2 separate regions of the Callithrix jacchus genome follow, and region 2 is linked to region 1. The links are chromatin contacts, called in public Hi-C maps. All regions are on one chromosome and are shown on one strand. The core of a region is the stretch at or near the end of the contact, and the rest is flanking DNA. Distances in the headings are between cores, read along the strand shown. Region 1 holds the start of NOD1 (nucleotide binding oligomerization domain containing 1). Region 2 holds the start of ZNRF2 (zinc and ring finger 2).

Region 1 (4,370 bases), core at 1,285-3,784:
ATAAGAATGATAGAAGAAACTAGTAACTTAAACCTTAAATCCTACATTCATATCTTAGATTTTGAACAAATATTGAATCCTTTTATTTGGATAAGAGATGACTTTGATAGTCTTGTGTAAGCAAATATCAGTGCTCACACATACACTAGAAAAACACTTGATCTTTATGCCTACATTACTCCACTCTTCCAATTTCTGATGTCTAATCTAAATAGCACTGTTATTAGGATCAAAGTAACCACCATGATGTACAGAGCATGTAACAGATGTACCAGGGTAAAGCTCCAGCTAAGATACAGGCATCAGCAATTGTAGAATTTGGGGTCTCCCTTCCACAGATCCCTGACTGTCCTTGGTCACTGTAGAAAGATTCACTGTCCCGAGGCCAAGAGTTGGGAGCAAAACAGAAACACCAAGGGTGTGGGCTGAGGATGTTGCAAGCAGGGAGCAACACGTGTGTGTGCACATACCTGTCCACAGCCCAGCTTTCTTGGAAAGCCATTTAAAAACATATATGTGGCAACAGAAGGGAAGAAGTTTCAAGATTAAGAACAGCTTTTTGTGTGTGTGTGTGTGTGTGTGTGTGTAAAAATATTCATTCCTATCACATGCTGTAAAACTGTATTCCAATGCCATTAATACACCCTGGGGCAGTGAGGGGATTTGGTGCCTAAGATCCCAGACTTAAAGCATGCCAAGGCCCTGAGCAGGGCAGCAGGGCAGGGGAAGGAATGGAGCATTGAAGGGGACATTTTATAGACAAACATTCTCCTTCATAATGCCTGTACTAAGTAAACAATTGGTGGGCAAAAACTGCCACTCCAGTATCTAGTAACGACCCCTGCCAGAGCACCGCCTACCAGGTGTGTGATGCACATCATCTCACTGGACTATGCTAGCCTCGGGAGAGAGTTGCTCTTTATCTCCATTTTACAGGTGGGAAAACGGGCTTAGAGACGTCAAGGAACTTGCCCAAAGTCACAGCATAGACCCAGACTTGATGGGTTCCGAAGCGTGAACTTACTTCTCCATTCCCCAGAAACAAAACCTACTCTTGCAGTCTTTGAAAGACCACCCTTTTACCACTCATGCTGTGTGTTTTCAGCACAGCTTGCTTATTTGTCCGGCATATCCGGTAGAAGTCTGTACTTTGTCAATGCCTGGCTTGCTTGGATTTCAGCTACCTGGCCCCTGGCATCTACGTCTGGGTGAGAACAGGGAATCTACTTCTTTCTAAGTTGCATCGTGGAGTTACTCTTTTTTTTTTTTTTCTGAGACGGAGTTTCACTCTCGTTACCCAGGCTGGAGTGCAATGGCGCGATCTCGGCTCACCGTAACCTCCTCCTCCTGGGTTCAGGCAATTCTCCTGCCTCAGCCTCCTGAGTAGCTGGGATTACAGGCACAGGCCACTATGCCCAGCTAATTTTTTTTGTGTTGACCAGGTTGGTCTCAATCTCTCGACCTCGTGATCCACCCGACTCGGCCTCCCAAAGTGCTGGGATTACACGCTTGAGCCACCGCGCCCGGCCCCGGAGTTACTCTTTTACTTTTCCCAGAAGGTGATAGTTTATTCTTCAACAGGGGCTTTGAGGGAGAACAAACCCCGCCCTTTGGCAAGCACGGCTTATGGCTTCACCCTTAAAGTAGAAAGGCCAGAAGTCATCAAGGCCATAGGTTTACTAGCTTCCCCAGACTTAATTTCAAACACCAACAACTGCAGCCTTTCCCAGAATGCAGAGCCAATGGAACATCATCATCTGTCATTTCCTATGTTTTTCACAATGTGCCAAAACCGCTGCGCACATTGGAGGCTTTTTTGAATGTGATATTCAGGTGACCTTGCCAAGCATTGTCTCATTTCCCGACTTTGTGGACCATGAAACGCAAGGGAAGTTCTCGCCCTGCGCCCTGGACCAAGCAGGACACTGGGAGCTGCTGTGTCGTCTGCAGGCAGGACTCCATGAAGGCCCGTCTGCCCTGCCAACCTTCGGTCACTGGTGATTCCAATCTTCATCCAACGCTGGCTGCAGATTGGAATCACTTGGGGAGCTTTTAAAAGATAAGGAGGCCTGGGTCTGACTCCGTGAGATTGAGATGGAACCGATCTAGGGTGCAGCCTGGACATCTGGATTTTAAAAGCTCCGCAGGTGGTTCTAAGGTAATGGCACGATTGAGAACCCCTGCCTTAGACCACAGTGGAGGATACGATTCTGCTGACGGTGAAGTTCACCCCTCTCGACTTTCGCTACACTCTTCAAACTCGCGGGTTTCTCCGCTTGGTTCCACCAAGAGCTCCCCCAGAGCCGCGCAGCTTTCCGCCCGCACGCAGATCCCGCCTCCCCTCGCCCTCTCGCTCGCAGCGCCCAGGACCCCAGAAGCGTCTGCCCCGCGCGAATCCTCAGTTTCTGGGACTTACTTGGCCGCCAGGTTGGAGACTTCGCAGCCGCTGAGAGAAAGACAGGAGCCTGGTGAGCGCGGTGGCCCAGGAAGGCTCTGCGCCCGCAGTCGCGCGACGGAGGGGCAGGGCTGCCTGCGGTCCCGGAACGGGAACTGGCCGCGACGACAGCCCCAGCCGCGCCCTCTGTCGGCGCGCCCTAGAGCCTGCAGGCTGCTCGGGCGGGGGCGGTCAAGGCAGGGTCCCGTGGTGCTGCCGCTGGCTCTAGGGCGATTTGGTGCCTAAGATCCCAGACCTAGGCGGGGTCGGGAGAAGCTGCGTGCAGACGGGCGCCCGGTGCGGGAGGGTGAGCGGCCGCGGGGCCGTGTGGGCAGGCCCGAGTTCGCTCAGGGGTGACACATTTGGCATTCGTGGTGCCGAAGTGCCAGGCCCGCACCCCTAAAAGTGCCAACCCAGCACCTGCAACCAGAGCCAACGCCTGGACGTGATAGGGAAACTCTTGTTAAAACATGACACGTTGTCCTGATGAAATCCAGCTTAGAATAATCAAATTTTAATAACACTGCATACATTTCAATTTATACTTAAGAAAAAAATCTAAGTTTTTCTTCCTATCCTTAAATTTGTTCTTGGCAGTGCACATTTATGTTCTATGCATATGCTATAATAACTGGTAAAGGAGTTTTTAACATGCTAATAAATGTCCCCAATAAAATCGTTTTAAAACGTTTTGAATGGTGAACGTCTCCATGAGGCATATCGATGTTGCAGAAAGTTGTCATTTATTCACACTGAAGAAGTAAATTCAATCATACAGCCACTAATGCTTGTATTAAAAATTCCCATCAAAGGCTGCCTTCTGATAAACAGAAACTATGTTCTTAAACCAAAAGTGAAACTCAAACGTTAGTTGATGGGATCAAATGTGCCAACTTCTAAGCACCAGAATGATGACTAGGATATGTGAACTCCAAATATCTGAGTCAGCCTCAGTTAATTCAGAAAGTTTATTTTGCCCTTTGGGAGGCCGAGGCGGGTGGATCACGAGGTCAGGAGTTCAAGATCAGCCTGGCCAACATGGTGAATCCCCAACTCTCCTAAAAATAAAAAAATTAGCCAGGTGTTGTGGCAGGTGCCTGTAATCCCCAGCTACGGGGAGGCTGAGGCAGGAGAATCACTTGAACCTGGGAGGCGGAGGTTGCAGTGAGCCAAGGGGAGGGCAGGGAAGGGAAAAAGGAAGGAGGGAGGAGGAGAGCCAGTAAGAGAGAGAGAGAGAGAGAGAGAGAGAAAGTTAGTTTATTTTGCCAAGGTTGAGGATGCTCACCGGTGACACAGCCTGATGACATGTCCCAAGGTGGTCAGAGCATAGTTTGGTTTGATACATTTTAGAGAGACATGAGATATCAATCAATATCTGTAAGATGAACATTGGTTTGGTCTGGAAAGGTGGGACAACTCAAGCAGGAAGATCTTCCAGGTCAGGTAGGTGACAGACAAAAGTTGCATCCTTTTGAATTTCTGATTAGCCCTTCCAAAGGAGGCAATCAGATATGCATTTATCTCAGTGAGCAGAGGGGTGACTTTGAATAGAATGGCAGGCAGGTTTGCCCTAAGCTGTTCCCAGCTTGACTTTTTTCCTTTAGCTTAGTGATTTGGGGAACCCAAGATTTATTTTCCTTTCACAGATACTAATTCCTCCAGTCTATCTGTATATGAGCCTATGGCCAAAAAATTAGACACTTTTTTTTCTTTTCCCCTAGGATTCTGAACTTTATCTTCCATGTCTTCATCTCTTATTCTATTTTCCACATTGTTTCTCTGGCTGCATTCTGAGTCACTTCAGTTGTGTTTTTTGACTCAGTAATTATGTTGGAGATGTTTGAATCTGTTTTTTGACCTGTCTATGGCAGGCGGAATACTCTCCCTGCAATGATGTCCACACCCTGACCCTAGAATCTGTGAATATGGCAAAGAG
Region 2 (4,370 bases), core at 1,184-3,683, 200 kb before region 1:
CAGAGTCTGAAGTCTGATGGCAGCAACATCACTGGACAACTTGTTAGGATGCAAATTCTCCAGGCCAACCCTGAGCTACGGAGTAAGAATCATTGAGGATGGGGCCCAACAGCCTGTTTTTAACAAGGTTTTCATGTAATCCTTTTGTGTGCTAAAGTTTGCAAAGCACTGATTTAGACTACTGCAGATTACAACCTTTTGGTAAGTTGTAAAATCAATCCAATGAGCAGTGACAAGCATTTTACAAAAGTGAAGTGAAACAGAAAACAGAGTCCATTTCAGGTAGCATAGGTATTATTTCAAAAACTTGTTTCAGTTCTGCATATGTGTATACCTGTGTGTACTAACTTGGATGAAGCAGCACTTTTAATTTTTGAAGAACTGGTAGGTACAATAAAGAAATGACACATTTTCAATGAAGTCAGAACTGTTCGGTTGACAGTAACACACATCGACAGCTTCACGCTGGTGACTGGAGAGAGTTGAGAGGGGTGAGGAGAGAGGAAAGAGGGCCAAAAAAAGAATATAGAAGGCCAGCATTTTATTTCCAGAATCCTTGTGAGGAAAGAAATAAAAGGGCCCACCAGAGAGGAGGGGGAAAGGGCACCCACCACAAGGGAAACGTCAAGGAGCATAAGAACATGATAAGTTAATGAGTGACAATCAAGAAAGAACTGTTTTAGTACAACTGGGGAGGAAATATGTATTCACTCACTCATTAATTCATTCACAGAACATTTATTGTATCATCCCAAGCACCAGGCACTGTGTTAAACACTGGAGGTGCAGATGTGAAGTTTATCATGGAGCCAATTGTTTAGTGACATGCAAGATGTCTAATAATGATAACATGATCAGAGTTATGAAGGAGGTATTGTACAGCACTGAGTGGGAACACTGAAGTCGGTTTGTAATGCTGGGGTGGGGAACAGGGTGCCAGGAAACATCTATAAGCAGAGGGCATTTGACCAAAATGATCACAATATCTTAACATGATATTGCATATAAATCACTGAGTACGTTTTTCCATTTATATGTGTTTGTGTACATAGTTACACAATGCATGTCTTTATATGTATACATATATTCTCCTTTTGTTTAAAAACTTGATTGCCATATCCTAAGAGTGACGAAAATCATTACATAAAAGACTTATTGCAGATACTGAAAAAAAAAGACAAAGTATTTCTGTAGTTTTACAAAACACCACTTGCTATTATTTTCAGGTGAGGATATGTAGAGAGACTAGACATTTTCAAAATGGGAGCCTCAGAGCAGGCTGTTCCCTGGGTATCCAGACCCCATTCTGCCACGGAGAGACCACACGAACACCGAGGAATGCACTGAGGAAAATTTTATTACACTCCATTTTAGAGAAATTATAGGATCTTAAAGATGCGGGTACCCTAGAATTTAACCAAACAGTTTAGGTAAGAAACCTAAAGTCAGCAGGGTGCGGTAGCTTATGCCTGTAATCCCAACACTTTGGGAGGCGGAGGCGGGTGGATCACTTGAGGACAGGAGTTCGAGACCAGCCTGGCCAACATGGTGAAACCCCGTCACTACTAAAAATACAAAAATTAGCCAGGCGTGGTGGCACGTTCCTATAATCCGAGCTACTCTGGAGGCTGAGGCAGGAGAATCGCTCGAACCCGGGAGGCGGAAGTTGCAGTGGCAGTGAGTCGACACAGCACTACTGCACTCTAGCCTGGGTGACTGAGTGAGACTCCGTCTCAAAACAAAAATAAAAACAAACCTAAAGCCCAAAAAGGTAAAAGGTAAAATAATTTGCTCATTACACATACTTTGGTGTTGCGCCTAAATCCTAGGTTTCATGAGTCAGGTGCAGCGTTCCTGGCACCACGGTTTTTGCCCTACCACGGAGGGTCAAGCTGGATTATCCTGATTTCTTCCAACTCCACGCTTCCTCCCGGGTTGGTGTTCCATGAGTAAGTCTAATTCAGATCAAGCTGGCTTGTGGCTTCTGTGTTTTTTTTAAATCAGTGTGTAACACCAACACCCACCGAAAGCAAATGGCTCTGGGCACAGGATACAGCCATTCACGCCCCCTGCCAGGAAAAGCTGCAGCGGACACTGGCTCCTCCAGCGTCGCCCGGCCACGTGCGGGAGGAGGGGCCGCCTTCTGGTTGGCGCACCGGGTCCGTCCCTCCTAACGGCGTAGGCCCCGCGGTGGAGGCGAGGGCGCGCCCTGGCTGGGAGGGCAGGGCGAGAGACCTGTCCATCAACGAGTCCGCGGGTGGCGGCACCTACAGCACCGCGGTACCTAGGCGAGGCGGAGCCGGGGCGGGCAGGCCGCGGCCGGGGGAGGCGGAGCCAGGCCGGCGGGAGCCAATCGTCCAGGCGGCGCGAGGGGGCGGGGGCGGGGTCACCGAGCGCGACCCAAACACAAGGGCCGGGCGCACCCTGCCGCCGAGCCGTTCCGCGGCCTTCCGGCGCGAAGGCCAGGAACCTCCTCCCCTCTTTGGCACCCCCACCTTCGCAGCTCAGATCCTGTCGCCAGCCCGGCCCCTCCTTCACGGGGGAGCGAGGCGACGGTTGCCGGGAAGCGCGCGCCACCCCTCCCTCCCATTCTTCGTCCTCTCCTCGCGCGCCACCCGTTTTTCCTCTTTCTCCGTTAATAACAGTTGGGTGGCTGGGGGAGGAGGGAAGGTGGCCTCGGCGAAGTCTGGGCGGGCACCTCCCACTCAGCCGCCTGCTGCCGTGTGAGCCGTAGGATGGCGGCGGTACCAGCGGCCGCCCGAGAGGAGGCGGTGCCGAGGCCCGGGGCGCCGAGCGCGGCGGCAGAGAGCGGCAGCGGCCCGTCGTGGCGCACCAGAACCGAAACCAGCGGCAGCCGCACGTCCACCTGAGCCGCCTCTTCCCGCTGGAGCTTGCGAGCGGTGCCCGCAGCCGGATTCCCTTCCTCTTCGCGTCCCCTCGTCTCCTGCGCCCGCGTCAGGCCGCCGGCCTCGCCCACCGCCTGGAGAAGAGCGCCCAGAGCTCCGACTGCCCCTCGGGGCGCCGGGCGGCGGACCTGGACGTACGGGGACCTCTCTGGGCAGGCCGCGGCGCCTCGGCCCTGCCCTCACGCTTCTGCCCTCGCTCCCACCCTCCCGGAGCTCCGGGCGTTGCGCGCGGGCCCGGCCCGGGGCAGGGCGGACATGGGCGCCAAGCAGAGCGGCCCGGCCGCTGCTAACGGCCGCACCCGCGCGTACTCGGGCTCGGATCTGCCTTCCAGCAGCAGTGGAGGGGCCAATGGGACCGCGGGCGGAGGCGGCGGCGGCGCTCGGGCCGCCGCCGCGGGGAGGTTCCCGGCTCAGGTGCCCGGCGCGCACCAGCCCAGCGCCTCGGGCGGCGCCGCAGCGGCCTCGGCGGCCCCGGTAGCCCCGGCCCCGCGCAGCCGCTCCCTTGGCGGAGCCGTGGGGAGCGTGGCGTCGGGGGCTCGCGCGGCGCAGTCCTCCTTCAGCATCCCGAACAGCAGCAGCGGCCCGTACGGCTCGCAGGACTCGGTGCACAGCAGCCCCGAGGACGGCGGCGGCGGCAGGGACCGGCCGGCAGGCGGGAGCCCCGGCGGGCCGCGTCTGGTGATCGGCTCCTTACCAGCTCACCTCTCGCCGCACATGTTTGGAGGTACGGCCCCTTCTCCGCGCGTTTGCGCCCGGCCCTCCCGCGGCTGCACGTGGGCAGCGGCCGCCGGCTATTTTTACCCTTCTCCTTTTCTCCTTCGGCCGGGGCGCCTGGGGGCTGTTGCCCGGCCCGGCTGGCGCGCGTCTCCATCCTGGGAAGAAAGCCGGCAGTTAACACCTGCGGTGCTGGTACTGCGTAGCGTGGTTTTGTTTTTAAACATCGTAAGCACCCTCACCTCTGCGGCTCCCCAATAGAGAAGGTCCATTTTCCAGTGAGGTGACTGGAGCAAATGTTGTTTTACAACCAACCAACGAAACAGCCCTTGAGGTTGTGGCTTTTAGTACCAGGAAGTCAGGAGGAGATACGTTGCTAAATGTAGTTATATCTGGGGACTCCAGTGAGGAACAGCTTTTAAAGGCCAAAAGTCAAAGGTTCTCAAATGAACATTGAGTTACCATCTTTGGGCCGACTTTTAATATAAAGCTGTAATCCTTAAATCTGTGTCAGTCCCACTTTGTCAGTTTAATTGGATGAATGCGTTAATGAAAAGTTTGTTTTTAAACCCCACTTAAAAATTTAGACTTAAAAAATTAGACTTACTGTACTTCCAATTATTTAATTTTTTAATATGTATGACAGCATTATTATGTTTATTCAGTTTCAAATTGTATAAATGTTTGGTTACATACAAATAACAGTTAATGTGAGTCCTGCTTAATTTGGACAGCATTTTAGAAATGGAT

What was found. A called contact is a pair of places that touch in the nucleus more often than the background predicts.
Region 2: a Hi-C map of skeletal muscle shows a contact between it and region 1, with 3 times the contacts expected there. The contact joins the promoter of ZNRF2 here to the promoter of NOD1 in region 1. A contact is called at or near these places in 2 of 3 Hi-C or Micro-C datasets (both in skeletal muscle).

What each region holds. Positions count from the first base shown.
Region 1 is chr11:27,731,933-27,736,302 of calJac240_pri, reverse strand. It overlaps NOD1 (nucleotide binding oligomerization domain containing 1), which reads right to left and starts at 2,534. Exons shown (of 14, transcript XR_013523900.1): 1 at 2,417-2,534.
Region 2 is chr11:27,933,000-27,937,369 of calJac240_pri, reverse strand. It overlaps ZNRF2 (zinc and ring finger 2), which reads left to right and starts at 2,433. Exons shown (of 6, transcript XR_008473330.2): 1 at 2,433-3,630.